Linked DNA regions of Sus scrofa: regions 1 and 2 are each linked to region 3. The links are chromatin contacts, called in public HiChIP or PLAC-seq maps. All regions are on one chromosome and are shown on one strand. Each heading gives the region's core, a stretch centred on a gene start, on an enhancer-like site or on the middle of the called end of the contact. The rest is flanking DNA. Distances are from core to core; before and after follow the strand shown. Region 1 overlaps SEPT11 (septin-11). Region 2 overlaps SEPT11 (septin-11). Region 3 overlaps FAM47E (protein FAM47E).

What was found. HiChIP or PLAC-seq counts read pairs in DNA pulled down with a chosen protein or histone mark.
Region 1: an H3K27ac HiChIP or PLAC-seq map of alveolar macrophages shows a contact between it and region 3. The contact joins two enhancer-like sites. A contact is called at or near these places in 2 of 2 datasets of contacts at active chromatin or transcription factors (alveolar macrophages and skeletal muscle).
Region 2: an H3K27ac HiChIP or PLAC-seq map of alveolar macrophages shows a contact between it and region 3. The contact joins two enhancer-like sites. A contact is called at or near these places in 2 of 2 datasets of contacts at active chromatin or transcription factors (alveolar macrophages and skeletal muscle).

Annotation. Positions count from the first base shown.
Region 1 is chr8:72,613,245-72,618,063 of Sscrofa11.1, reverse strand. The region is part of intron 2 of SEPT11 (septin-11); the gene reads right to left. Among named protein-coding and RNA genes, the nearest start is that of SEPT11, 72 kb to the right of the region's middle. Within about 2 kb of position 2,478, at least 14 of the 83 cell types and tissues checked have an H3K27ac peak or open chromatin away from gene starts, as enhancers often do. A contact at or near this core is called in alveolar macrophages, where this site is marked.
Region 2 is chr8:72,649,085-72,653,741 of Sscrofa11.1, reverse strand. All of the region lies in intron 4 of SEPT11 (septin-11), which reads right to left. Among named protein-coding and RNA genes, the nearest start is that of CCNI, 68 kb to the left of the region's middle. Within about 2 kb of position 3,146, at least 52 of the 83 cell types and tissues checked have an H3K27ac peak or open chromatin away from gene starts, as enhancers often do. A contact at or near this core is called in alveolar macrophages, where this site is marked.
Region 3 is chr8:71,962,081-71,967,217 of Sscrofa11.1, reverse strand. FAM47E (protein FAM47E) reads right to left here. Exons shown (of 8, transcript XM_013978791.2): 7 at 4,009-4,086; 8 at 1,375-2,342. The coding sequence ends at 2,277. Among named protein-coding and RNA genes, the nearest start is that of STBD1, 18 kb to the left of the region's middle. Within about 2 kb of position 3,852, at least 26 of the 83 cell types and tissues checked have an H3K27ac peak or open chromatin away from gene starts, as enhancers often do. A contact at or near this core is called in alveolar macrophages, where this site is marked.

The sequences.
Region 1 (4,819 bases), core at 1,229-3,728, 650 kb before region 3:
TGAGCGAGGCCAGGGATTGATCTAGCATCCTCATGAATACTAGTCGGGTTCATTTCCGCTGAGCCACGGTGGGAACTCCCTTAAAGCCACATATTATTTAATACCATTTTATCCCCTCCTATAAAAACAGGCAGTTGCTGCTTCCTCCTGAGCTTTTTCCTATGGTCGAAATTTCTCTCCCACCAAATCTGCTTTCTTTGGAATACGACACTCTTCTCTCCACCTCATTCCATATTATATTGTGAAGCTGGACTTACTGACCTTTTAAACAAATAAGCACACACGCATAGAAAGCTACTTTAGCCATTATATTCCATGGCTAAGAATCCTCCAGGGCTTGCAGCCATATGCCACGTAGGGCCTGCTTGAAATGACAGCAACTACCATTTTTCTGGGCTTCGGCTGCCTCTTCTATAACACAGGTGAGGGAGAGGCATTGCTCAGGAAGGGTACATGAACCCTTAAATTACGGGCTTTTATCACTCACAGTGGGGAAGAGAAGTGACGATGCCAGCACCTACATCAGAGCAGCTCTTAGGCTTCAAGTAAAACCTTGCTAGAAGTATCCAGTCATCAAAACAGAAGTATAAAAGAGGAGGCCAAGCAGGAAGACACAGCAGACAGAGGAATGGATCCAAAGGCAAGTCAAACAGTACGTTAGCCTGTCCAAGAGGCACAACTTTAGCTGCTGGGACCACAAAGCCAGCCTATTATCTAGCAGAAGAAAACAACCAACCAGCCCTTGTGGGCCAGGAGCTATGTGACATAGCAGGCTCAGAGTGGTGGTGGCCGCTGTCACCAGGCCATTCCCACCCCAAGGGCTCTGGGGATTCTCTGCCCACACCAGAGCTTGAGAGGCTCCGATTTTCTTTACTCTTTACAACAATAAGGGAATTACAAGCCTCAGATCTGATGTTAACACGTGCACAGGAAGTGAAAAATAACTGTGATGGATGTAGTCGTAACTCATGGAACCAAACAGGTGTTTTTTTAGACGGGAGAGACTCAAGAGCTCCAAGCCAAAGCAGCGGAAACGGCTGGATGAGGCCAAGAACAGATTCGCTGTTTCCGCAAGTGCTAGAAACCAGAGCTCTCCTTAAATGTACGTGTCTACAGCATCCTTATCATATAAAGAGAATAGGATGAACATGCATATACAACACCCAGTTCAAGAAACACAACACCAGCAAGAGCGCTGAGGCCCCGGTGTCCCCCAAATGATGGCACAGCTCTCCCTCCCGCCACCACCAGAGACAAATGCTATCCTGAATTGGCAATGAATCATTTTCTTGTTTTCTTTCTTTTTTTTTTTTTTTAATTTTTAAATGTTCCCTTATACACCACACACCAAGAGTCTTAACTTCAAAATAAAAGCGCCCCCCTCCTTCTCTATCAGGACACCCAGTGCTCATCCCTAGAGGGGCATGAATGAGGATTCAGAGCTGGAAGAGTTACTTGAAAGGAGTCGTTCTCGAATCTGATTAGCATCCATGAGGACATAGGTTCGATCCCCGGCTTCACTCAGGGGCTTAAGGATCCGACATTGCTGTGAGCTGTGGTGCATGTCATAGTCTCGGCTAGGATCTGGCTTTGATGTGGCCGTGGTGTAGGCCGGCAGCTGAGCTCCGACTAGACCCCTAGCCTGGGAACCTCCATATGCTGTGAGTGTGGCCCTAAAAAGACAAAAGAAAGAAAGGAGTCATTCTCAAGTGTGGTCAGAGGTTCCCTGGGGCCTTTCCAGGGAACTTTTGGGGGTATACGAGTTCCTCCTTTTCCAACCCCATTATCTGTGAGGCTGGAACTTCTCATGTACTTCAACCACAATGACATACTGCATGGGAGTAAACAAAAAGCGGCTCTGAAGACCCAGCTGTCAGGAGTTCCCGTCGTGGTACAGCAGAAACGAATCCAACTAGGAACCATGAGGTTGCAGGTTCGATCCCTGGCCTCACTCAGTAGGTTAAGGATTCGGCATTGCTGTGAGCTGTGGTGTAGGTCTAAGACATGACTCGGATTTGACGTTGCTGCAGCAGTAGCCCTAAAAAAAAGCAAAAAAAAAAAAAGACCCAGCTATCCTCTATGAGGTCCCACAGGAACAAGAATTACAAAAACGTAAAACAATGTATCTCATCTCACTCATTTACTGGCTTGAAAAAGTTGCGCTTCCTAAAACTGTTATTTGTGTTAACATATAATACAGTTAGTGTGATTTTAAATGAATAAGTAAATTTTTTTAAACATAAAATAATGACAACAGAAGTGGACTGAAGTTGCCATGAAACCCCACGGGAATGGCTATGGGGAAGTGCTCTGTTGGGACATAAACTACATAACTAGCAAAAAAATGTCCTAAATGGATACTGTCGCAGGAAGCACTTTGTGGTGGCAGAGCTTGTGTTGTCTGCAGGCATTAGTTAGTCTCTAGGCCACAGGCTGGAGGTGCACACAAGCGGCACCCACAGTAACCCGAGCTGCGTTATGTAAGACTTTTACAAGCGCTCACATTTTGTACAAAGGCTGACTCACCATAAACCTCCAACTGTACAGAGGGCCGAAGTTAAACTTGATTCATTCCATCTGTAGCTCCAAAACGGTTAAGATTTTTTTCACCATAAATCAGTCAGTGACCAGGGTCCCAAACAAGAGCTCAGAGATTGGAAAGGAATTACTGACTGGGCAGCGGGCAGCCACTGAAGAATCTGCCTGCAAACTACCTATCTAGAACACCTCGGTTCCACTGTCCTTGGGTTTGTATTATAAGCAAACGTCAGAGGATTTGGCTCCAGTTCTGAGTCTGAGGGACTTAAGCAGGTCACTGGCTCTCCTGGGTCTTGGCTCCCTTCTCTGCAAGATGGAAAGAGCTGGATGAGACGATTTCTTTAAAAGTCACTCCTGGAGTTCCCGCTGTGGCATGGTGGGTTAAGGATCCGGCACTGCCATAGCTGTGGCTCGAGTTCAATCCCTGGCCCGGGAACTTCCATGTGCCGCAGGTGTGGCTGAGAAAGAAAAAAGTCACGCTTGTCACCTTGGCAGAAGGTAGCAAAGCCTGCATAGCAAAGCAGGACCCCAGAAGGGAGGGGCTTTGATTTTTTAAAGTTTCCAGTGTCAAGTCCTTCAGAAACTTCGAGAGCAGCTGAACTGCCACCAGTGTGTGATTCTGAAGCACAACAGCCACAGTCATCGACCTCAAGGGCTCAACCATTCAGAATCTTCACAAATTTTATTTTTAAAAAAATGTATAGAGGAGTGGATCAAGAAGATGTGGTACATAAACAGAATGGAATATTACTCAGCCATCAAAAGGAACAAATACTGGCATTTTTAGCAACATGGATGGACCTAGAAATTACCATTCTAAGTGAAGCCACCCATACCATGAGACACCAACATCAAATGCTTTCACCGACATGTGGAATCTGAAAAAAGGACAGAATGAACTTCTTTGCAGAACAGATGCTGACTCACACTTTGAAAAACTTATGGTTTCCAAAGGAGACAGTTCGGAGGGTGGGGAGAATGCACTGAGGTTGTGGAATGAAAATCCTATGAAATTGGATTTGATGATCATTGTACAACTATAAATGTAATAAATTCATAAAAACAAAACAAGACAAAACAAACAAAAAAAAAAACCAAAAAAAATGTATAACAATCGCCTTTGGATGGCTCTGAGGTCAGAAAAAAGACTCAATTCAAATCCTGGTACCATTTATCACCAGCTATGTAATTTGGGGCCCAGTATTTAACCTTCTTGAGCCTGTTTTCTCATTTGGAAGATGGCATAATGATGTCACCTGCTCATAAGTTTGACAAAATGAGATAATACATATAAAAGGCTCAGGCAAAGTGCCTGGCCTATAGTGACTATTCAGGATTATTATTCAGCATTATCGATAAAATACTTTGAACTATAAACCTGGAAATAATCCACTTGAAAGCAGTGTGGGAGTTCCCATCGTGGCTCAGTGGTTAACGAATTCAACTAGGAACCATGAAGTTTCGGGTTCGATTCCTGGCCTTGCTCAGTGGGTTAAGGATCCGGCGTTGCTGTGGTATAGGTCACAGACGCAGCTCGGATCCCGTGTTGCTGTGGCTCTGGTGTAGGTGGGCAGCAACAGCTCTGATTGGACCCCTACCCTGAGAACCTCCATAAGCAGCCCTAAAAAGACCAAAAAAAAAAGCAAGCAAGCAAGCAGTGTTGAAATGGGATCTCCCTCTCCCAACAACAGGTTTCTGACTCAGTTTAACTCATTTACTAACTCAAGGGCTCCCTTGCTTGTCCTCCATCTACCTTGGCATGTTCTCAACTGCTAATTACAAGTTAGGTGTTAATGGCTGCATAAAAATCGCTTCACATCACAGAGCATTAAAGGCCTTGTGCCCCTCTAAAAGGGCGGGATCCTTGAGCTCCTTTTCATGTCTTGGGTTCCAAACTCTTCCCTTTCTGTCTCCTTTGTGAGTTGGTCCTAATTTATTAGCTCAGGACATCTCCCACCGAATGAATGGGCTCTCTCTCTTCACAGATGCTACATCATTATGCCCCCTAACTGCTGAGCCAAACACAAGACAGCTGTTAAACATAATTAAATGAACTTTAGTGAAGAGTGAATTAGATTTCTAAAACAAGACACCAAAATACAAGCCAAAAAGAAGATAGTACATTTCAAGGGTCTAGAGAACAAGACACCAGAAACCAAAGTCAAGATACATGGCAGACTGGGAGAAGAGTATTTGCACATGTAAAAGGGATGAATGTCAACAAGACAGAGTGAAATGGCCCCGTTTCGGGTAGTGGAGGGGAAAGGCAAGGACGTGAATA
Region 2 (4,657 bases), core at 1,897-4,396, 690 kb before region 3:
TCATATATTTTCCCTTGGTGATTTATCACAATCCATTGATTCAGTTTAAGCAGACAAAATCTCTAGAAGTTCAAAGAAAACGTAGAACGTGCCTCAATAAAATTCTAAACATTACAACAGAAATCCCACTTTGACTTCAAAAAGAATGAGCAAGTAATAAGATTTTCCTACATTTTAAAATTAGAAAATGTAGGCAGGTATTACATAACAATAGTAATAATTATTATTATGTGAGAATAGTTAAATAAAATGGTGGTTAGAAGCATAGACTCAAGCCAGAACGCCTAAGCCCAAACTCCAATTCCAAATTTACTAGCTGTGTGACTTTGGACAAGTTACTAAACCTCTCTGTGTCTCAATTTCCTCATAGGTAACATCAAGGACAAAAATAGTACCTATATCAGAGAGCTCATGTGAGAAGCAAGTGAGCTAATATATATAAAGAACTGCCATATAAGCATGAGGTATAACTATTTCACAGTATTATGATAAATAGCAAGAGAAAAACAAGCCTGACTTTTGAAAAGATTGGGGGGGGAGGAACTTCACAGTGACCTGCTTCCATGGTAACTGTTGTGCAATGAGCTCACAGCCTGCAGGGCAGGGGACCAGGCCACTCTGGCGCCACCCATGCCCTGTGAGTGCAGGGCCTGACTTTCCAGGCTCCGACCCTGAGGCTTGTGTCAGGGGGAGTCAGGGTCCCCCCCCTACACACACACACACACACACCCTCTTAGCCCCAAGGGAGGAACAGCAGCTGACAAGCGGTTGCTCCCTCCTGTCTCCCCAGCATTTCAGCACCTCCCCCAACGGAGGTCCAAGTACTTTCTTCTTTCTGTGAATTTTCTTTTTGCCTTTGGTTTGGATTCCAACCCTCCAAGATTTCAGGATGCATATCATCTGTCCTTTCCTGGTGAGGAAAGCTTCCTGTCCTGCAGTCAGAATAGCCAGACATCTTTTGTTCTCTTACACCTCGGGCTTCCTTCTGCCTTCCCCTGTTAAGGAGTTCTGGCCCCTTTCTTTTTGTTGTTTTGGCCACGCCCACAAAACAAGGAAGTTCCCTGGCTAGGGATAGAACCCACACCGAGCGGGGACAACGCCAGATCCTTAACCTGCTGAGCCACCAGGGAACTTCTGACCAATCTTTTCAATCGCTTTCTTTTCCCTGTATGTCGTTTCCTTGGAAAAATCACATTTATTCCTACACTGCACTTAAACAGATCTTCCACCCAAGTTTCAGACCAATTCACCCAAATGCTTACCAGATACTAGCATTTGCTCTTCTAACTAAATGTGTGCAAAATCAAACTCTGCCTCTTGTCCCCAAACCTACACTCACCCACACTCCTCAGCTCCGCAAATGGCGCCTCCATCTATACCACTGGCCGGTTCAGAACCCTGGGGTCCACCCGGAGACCCCCTCGCTGCCTCCCACACTTCGAGCAAGAAATCTCATCCATTTACCCCCTGTGTCACTATAAACAAATCGATGTCTTACAGGAGAACTATTTACCAAAATCATTATTCCCTGTGTTCAAGATTTAATCATGTTGATGAAATAGTTTCTTCGTGATGAATGAGGAGTCAGCCCAGTGGCTCTGTCCTTCCCTTCACATCCTTTAAACACAACTCTCTGCCTTCTCTCCTACTCCTGTCTGCTTGTCAGCTACATTCAAAGTCATAAAGATAAGGGATCGTCATTCCCATTTTGCCCTTTGCTGGTTTCCATTCTTACAGCAAGGATACCTATCTCTATTCTGTTTGCCCAATTCCAACTTCTCTGGATTGTAGCCCCATCAAGCAGAGGAAGGGGGTGGGGGTGGGGTGCCAATCAGATCTAGTCCTTACATTTTCACACAATCTCCTTTTAAGGCATGAGGATATTCCTTTTACCCACCACTTTTTCTTGCCCCCATGAATCTCCCACCATAAAAACTACAAAAAATTGGGAGTTCCCATTGTGGCTCAGTGGTGACAACCTTGATTAGTATCCATGAGGATGAGGGTTCAATCCCTGGCCCCACTCAGTGGGTTAAGGATCTGGCCTTGCCATGAGCTGCGGTGTAAGTTGCAGATGCGGCTTGGATCTGGCATTGCCATGGCTGTGGTGTAGACCGGCAGCTGCAGCACTGATCTGACCCCTAGCCTGGGAACTGCCATACGCTGCAAATGCAGCCCTAAAAAGCAAAAAAAAAAAAAAAAAAAAAAAAAAAAAAAAGAAAAAAAAAGAATGTGTGTATATACATATACATATATGGATGACTGGGCCACTTTTCTGTACAGCAGAAATAGAACATTGTAAATCAACTATAGCAAAAAATTAAAAAATAAAATAAAAATTGAAAAAAAATAAAGAGCAAACAGTCCACTCCATTACCATTTTACAACTCTGATGAAGACTTGGTGAGTCTGAGGATTCTCTCAGTGGATTTCAATCATCCATGCTTTTCAGGGCTGATTATCTTATATTTTGTAATAATGCCACTGATGCCCTGTCTCCCAAATGTGGGGCACATGAATTCTCTTTCAAGCACTGGGGCAAAACTTGGTTCCTCTTTTGGCCCAGATCTCTTTCCTTCCTCACAGAAGAGTACAGACATCAAAACAAGGAGGCCCTTAGACCACAAAGAGTTAATGGTGCTCTTAAGCAAAACAGGAGACCTCACCAGATCGCTCTTCCTGCCTCCATCTAGCTAGCCTGGTCCCAGGCAGATAATGATGCAGGAATGCTGACATGTCTGAAGCCTACATAAACAAACTGGGACATTCTTGAAGTCTTGCATCGATGGCAGAAAAGCTTGCCTAATCCCCAAAGTAGTAAAAATAATCATGGGTTTAGAGAAACAGCATCCTTCCCTTATGTTTACATATTGATACAAAAATGCAGATCTCCCTTCCAATTTTTGATGGAAGCAGACCCTGTCTGAGTAATGACTTTTTTTAGCAGTGGTCATGTGGGTTAATAGTCAACCGTGTCACCAGTCCTTCTGGGGCACAGGGTACGAAATGCCACTTACAGAAGTTATGCAACAGCTGTCAAGAAATTTCAGGAGAAAAAAAAAAATTTGGTATCTAGGTTAGGTTAATATCACACTTCCTCTCTTCTAAGTTTCCTTGGAAACTATTATTTGCCCTGAATGAGTCAGATAATTTCTTAAAGAAGCCTCCAGCTGCATATATGTGGCTCCACACCGCACTGGCCACCTGCTGTTCCGGGCTGGCGAGTGAAAACCTACCAGACTGCAGGAAAGTCCCCGTTTAGGGGAGAAGTAAAATTGCTGCGGCAGTGCTGAGGCCACGACTCTGTGCTGGGACAGCTCGTGGGATCTCAGCAGCAAAATGCCAGAGGGCAGTTCTCACTCCTGCAGGAAGGCAGCCTGGGAAGGTCAGGCCGCTGTCTTCCCATCAGGGAGTGCACGACCCCAGGGAGAAACAGGCGCAGGTCAGAGATGCAGACCTGACTGTGCAAGGACCGGGAGCCCTGGCTCCCTCCCTGGCTCCCACAATGCACTGGGGCTCTTCTGCTTGTCACCGGGCTCTGTCTTCATCTGTTTCACTGGGCATTAGAAACAGCCTTCAGGCAGGCATCGGGGTCATAAATTAAGATCAACTGCTCAGCTGCAGGGGCTGAGCTTAGCTGTCCCCCGCTCCAACACAATGTACAGACAGTCCATTTTGACAGATGCAAAATAAAATCCTTCTTACTCTGGCTAACAATTGCTCCTGTTACTACAGGCCAATGTGTATGGAAGAGCACTGAAATTGTTCTATAGATAAAATACAGTTCAGTGCTTAGCTAGAGCATGACTTAAATATTTCTCTGTCATTACTGTGTACCCATATATTTATATCAAAAACAGTTAAAATTTTATCTAGCTAATACACAGCTCTGGATAAAAATACTTCAAATTCCTCTTTACAAAACACACACATACACATGTTTTGAGGAAAATGAAAACAAACAAACAAACCTGTACTAATGAAATTTCTGAGCCCTAAGCAAACATAATGTAACTCAATGATCTGATGTCTTAGTCCCCTTAAGTGGTCACTGAACAAAAATGTCTCTGGAAGCCTCCTTCTGGAATTATCTTTGAGCAAGGGACAATTTCATTGTAACTCTCTCAAACTTCTTTTAAGAATGAATGGAGATACTTAAAATATATTTAAAATAACCATGAGATAGGATGGGTGATCTTGAGATTAACATATGGGTGTGTACCAGGAAGTTTTAAGGATTAGCAGCTTTCCTCAAATAAGGGCATACAGCAACTTCAGAGGAAAAAAGTCAAACTTGCTTGACTTTATACACTGAGTACGTATGTTTTTATACAAATAAAGCCTCACCATATTATCTTATCATAAGATCATCTGTGAGTTTATGTAAGGCAGCTTTAGTGAATGACTACACAAGACTGACTCACAGCTAATGGCTTCTCTCCTCAAACTACTAGACCAGAATTCTGAAAAGATATTTTCTTTCTTAAGCAGGTTAAAGATGTCTTTCTGCCACAGCGACACAGAAGTTTGTTGTACGCATTATCTAATTCGCTTACCAAGCCCTCTCTGGATAGAGAGTGACCTGAATTCCTCAGTAGGCTGCACTCAAACCACCATCATTATTCAGACTCAATGTGGCCATTCTGCGCCCAGCGGG
Region 3 (5,137 bases), core at 2,603-5,102:
AAAAAAAAAAAAAAAAGAGCTGAGAAGGGGAGGTTTCCAATAGACACAGATGCAAGCATTTCATCTTGTCAACCACTTTGTCTGAAAGGAGAAATGGCCTGGGGCATGTATGTCACCAAGCAGTGGTCAGCTCCTAATGGCTTAGCTTAGCAGCTAGAGACCTGGAAGGATGGAGAATGAGAGCTGATGACAAGGAAATCTGGGAGAAGAGGCATACAGGGCTTCACTCCAAATGGATCCAGGGTCTTTGGTTCTTTGTGAAAACCCACCAAAAGACCCCCACTGCAGAGGAAGTACTCAATAACCAGGTGAAAAGTTTGACCTATCCTCCACCTGCCAGCTCACTTCTTTCTCCAGGGGCTCCAATGGTAGCTAGTGATGCCATGGGCGTGGAGGCAGATGTGCAGGCTCTACGAGGGCTCAGCACCCTGGATCTCCACTCACCAAGGCTCATTTGGTCACAGCTTCTGTGGAATAGGTGTCCAGCAATTAAAAACAAAACCCAAGTCCATGATATGAATTAGGCTTGAATGTAACAAAGCCAGGAACAATGTGGCCAGGGAACGAAAGGAATTCTCTCCAAACCACCGCCAACACCATCTTCTGTTCAGCCCTTGAATGTCAGAATGCTGGGACTGAATGCCAAAACCCTGCCCCTGCTTGCCTGGTAGTGCTGGCGGTCTCCTCCTCTGGGCTCTGGGCATTTCTCCCTCCGTGGTTTCTGTGGGCTACCATGTGGGCATGTAAGGCAAGCTGAGACCTCAAGGGCATATGAGAAAAGTGCCCTTACTAGAAGAGCAACGTGTTTTGGATTTGAATTTGCTTTCCTGCTTAACAAAACTTCCCGCCCACACCAACATTCACAGGCTTCCAGAATGCTTATTCACCACTATGTTATCCCACTCAACACTGAAACTAACTTCACATTAATGGGCTGACACTGTGGTTCGCTGCTTCTGTCATGTACTCCATCACCCAAATGTGTCCAGACCCAGAACGTTAAGACTCATCTACAGCCTACAGGTTATTGAAATAGCATCATGATAGACCCAGAGGGTGAAAGGTCATCCATCACCCAGAGTTTTGTTTTTGAAGACAAATATAGCAACTGATAAAACTTTGGGAGCCTGGAGTTCCCATTGTGGCTCAGTGGTTAATGAATCTGACTAGGAACCATGAGGTTGAGGGTTTGATCCCTGGCCTTGCTCAGTGGATTAAGGATCCGGCATAGCCGTGAGCTGTGGTATAGGTTGCAGACACAGCTCGGATCCCGTGTTGCTGTGGCTCTGGTGTAGGGCAGTGGCTACAGCTTCGATTGGACCCCTAGCCTGGGAACCTCCATATGCCGCAGGAGCGGCCCTAGAAAAGGCAAAAAGACAAAAAATAAACAAACAAACAAACAAAAAAACTGCTTTGGGAGCCAATATCCTTTTAATACATTCCTTTTGATTAAATTATCCAGTGTAGTTCAAAGAAAGATCTAGAAGGATGCATTCCAAAGAGTGAAGAGCAGTTATTATTGACTCTGTGTAACTGACTCTGTATCTTCTACATTTTTTTGTTAGTCTATGTTTTCTAATTTTCCTAACTTGGGCATTAACATTTTTAATAAAATAATTTTTTAAATTTAATTTTAAAAATATGTCACTTCGAGTTTCCATTAAATTTTATGACCCATGACTACATTATAGGTACATATTTATTATCAAGACTAACATACTAAAAGGGGGGGAACCTCTAAGCTTAATTCAAAATAAGAGAAAATTATATTCTAAAGAAAGAGTAAAGGAGGTAATTCACTTAAAACTAGGGAAAATGCAATAGAGTAATTCTGCTTTTTTAATGGTTGTATTTATTTATATAAATAGTTGAAATATCGACGATGCTATGAAAATGTTAGAATACCAAATATGAATCTTGATCTCATAGTTGATGAGACATGTAAAATATTAACTGGAGCAGAAGACCATTCTGAAATGCTTGTAAGTATTAGCTATAAATTTTATGGATGTTGCCAAGTCAAAGTTGGATATTTATGGTGAGACATTCATCATAAATTTTGTTTAATTTTTTTTTTCTTTTTTGCTATTTCTTTGGGCCGCTCCCGTGGCATATGGAGGTTCCCAGGCTAGGGGTCGAATCAGAGCTGCAGCCCCTGGCCTACGCCAGAGCCACAGCAATGCGGGAATTTTGTTTAATTTTTAATGATAGAAATAGCCAAGTACGTAATAAATGGAATCTGTCTAGTCATCTTCCCGAATTCTTCTAAGCTGGAGTTATTTTACGGGAGTCTTGTTACATTCACATTTATATTCCTTCCTCATATATATCTTCTCCAGGAACTGAAAAAAAAAAGATGAAACTCTTTTAAATTGGCAAACAAGGCAGCTGCACCATCCTGAATGTGCCCAATCCAATCTGATCTTGGAAGCTAAATTGGCAACCAGAAATTGTACTCACAATGACCATACCCAAATTCACACTCTCACACTCTGACTTATATCCTTACAATACTCCAAATCTGATATTGATGACTAGACTGTGCTAGACGGGGGGGAAGGAGGACACAGGACTTTGGAAGGTAGCTGCACACCATCAGAAATACCTAGATGTAATGCTCCCTGGTTCCGGGGCCAAGTCCAGCCCAGCTCAGCATCAGGCATGCTTCCTTTTGACCAAAACTGACCTAAATGTTTGTCAACAGAGTGGATTAAACCAACAGAGGACAAATAAGAATGAAAAAAAACAAAACAAAACTCTTTTACCACTAAAAATATTAAGAAAAAACTGAGTCATTATAATCTCAAGAGCAAATAGGATATATATGTGTGTGTGTGTATATATATATATATATGTATCTCCTTGGCAAGAATTATGCTTGAGTGTAATTGTGTATTATATAATTATATAATACACAATTATGTAAGCATATAAAATATCTATGCATATTTATATATTATATATAAATATACAAAAATATATAATGTAGCACTTACATGCAGATGAGGCAGTTTTTATAAGTACGTAAATGTGTATATCAACTCTATCTAATTGGCCTATTGTTAATGCGCAAAGCTAAAGAGAGATTTCATCCCAGTTCTGCCATGGAGTCTTTCAGCCCCATCTGCTTCACTCTCCGGACCTGCCCCCTCATATTCCCTGGTTTAACTGTGAAAACAGTCTGTGTCTGAGCTTGGTCCCTGTATCTATTTGCCAGTAAGTCTAAGCTACGGTCCGGCTACCACTTCTGGAAAAAAAGACATCCAGGATCCTAGTTCCAGGAACCTCCACCATCTCGGCTGCATGACCTCCCGAGGACTCCGTGGGACGTGCACGCCGAGGACGCTGGACAGAAGCAGAACTTCTCAGCCATGACCTGGGCCCCACGCCTAGTCAGCTTCCGGCAGTGGTGACGGGGCTGGTCTGGGGCAGAACCCAGGCTGCCAGCCTCCCCCGCCCGGTTGGTCTCTGTGGTTTTCCGAAGAAACCCGCCCCGCTCCCCCCTTCGGGGGGGGGCCGAGGGGGAGGCAGCAGGGCCCAGCTCCACCAGCTAAGGGAGGGGAAAAGACGAAATGGGGGGGGGGGCACCTGAGAAGAGGACCTCTGCCCTTGTCTGTGTCCACAGACACTCATAGAGCGCAGCGACAGGACTGGGACTCCCAGCTCCACTTCCTCTGACCACCCCCCCAACACACACCCCCTCGTCTTGACATGAGGACGTGAAGGAGACCATGCTCCCTGAGCATTCGGCGTTTCAGGAGCAAGTTCACAGCCTGCACAAAGATCCCTTTCACTTTGGTCCTATTAAAGCCAAACCCAAGGGAGTTGAGTCCGCAGGGAGACGGCCCAGAAACCAAAGAGGCGGAGTAAAAAGAGGAAACAGCCCCCCTGCGCTGAGTCCTGCGCTGTAAGGGAAGGATTTTGACTTTGCCAGGGTGCTCACCGCTTCCCTCCCGTCTCCAACCGTGAGCCTCCCAGCAGGTCTTTCTAAAATGACCCTTCACTCACCCTCGGCATCCTGTAGCCTCTGCTCAGAATGAAATCCTTAAAGGCAACCGTTCCACGAAGGTCTGCAAGTAACTCCTCCTAAAAGAGGGTCCACACTTTAGAAACCGGTCGGCTGTCAGAAGCTTGATTTCATACTTGACCTAATTTAAATCACTTAGCCAGCTATCAAGTACCTCATTTTAAACCACTTCCTTCTCATTTGGGAATGTGTGTAAATAACGTTGAGAAGTGGATGAATGTAAAGGCTTTCAAAAGATACCCAACTTTCTCTCCTTTTCTTATTTTGCTTCTTACCTTTGTATCAAGGATAAGCAACACATTTTATCAATTAGACAATTAATGATCTAGAATGTCTGGAATCCAATCTACATGAGATTAACAATTGTGATAGGATTTACAACAAGAAATACATATTTGGTCTTCTTCCCATTCCTGGCACAGAGATCCTAAAATCCTTGGAATTTCCTAAGTAATAAGAGCCACAAAGGTGAGTCTTTTCTAATTCATAACAGGCCCTCTTCAACCACACCAGTTTATGAGGTGACTATTGGAAAGCTCCTAGATAGCCATAAGATGGGGGCTGGTTGCTGGAGGAACCAACCTTGTGATTAGAGGGTGGGACTTTCAGCCCCCCCGCCAACCTCCAGAGAGGGGAGAGGAACTGGAGGTTGAGTCAGTCACCAATGGCCAATGACATAATCAACCATGCTTATGTCATGAGGCCTTCATACTAACCCCAAGCAGGGGGCTTGGAGAGCTTCCAGGCTGGTGAACATGTCATGGTACCTGGAGAGGGCAAGGAAGCTCGGAGAAGCTCCCCACCACTTGTCCTATGCATCTCTTCCATCTGGCTGTTCCTGAGCGTATCTGTATAATAAACTGGTAATCTTACTAGGTTGTAATGAAACTATTGTCCTGAGTTCTGTGAGCTCTTCTAGCAGATCATCAAATCCAAAGAGGGGGGTCGTGGGAGCCTGTGATTTATAGCCAGTCGACCAGAAGCCCAGGGGACACCCTGGGCTTGGGACTGGCATCTGTGTCAGGGGCAGTCTTGCGGGAATGACCCCTTAACCTGTGGGATCTGATGCTGTTTCCAGTGTCCGAATTGAGTTAAATTATAGGACACCCA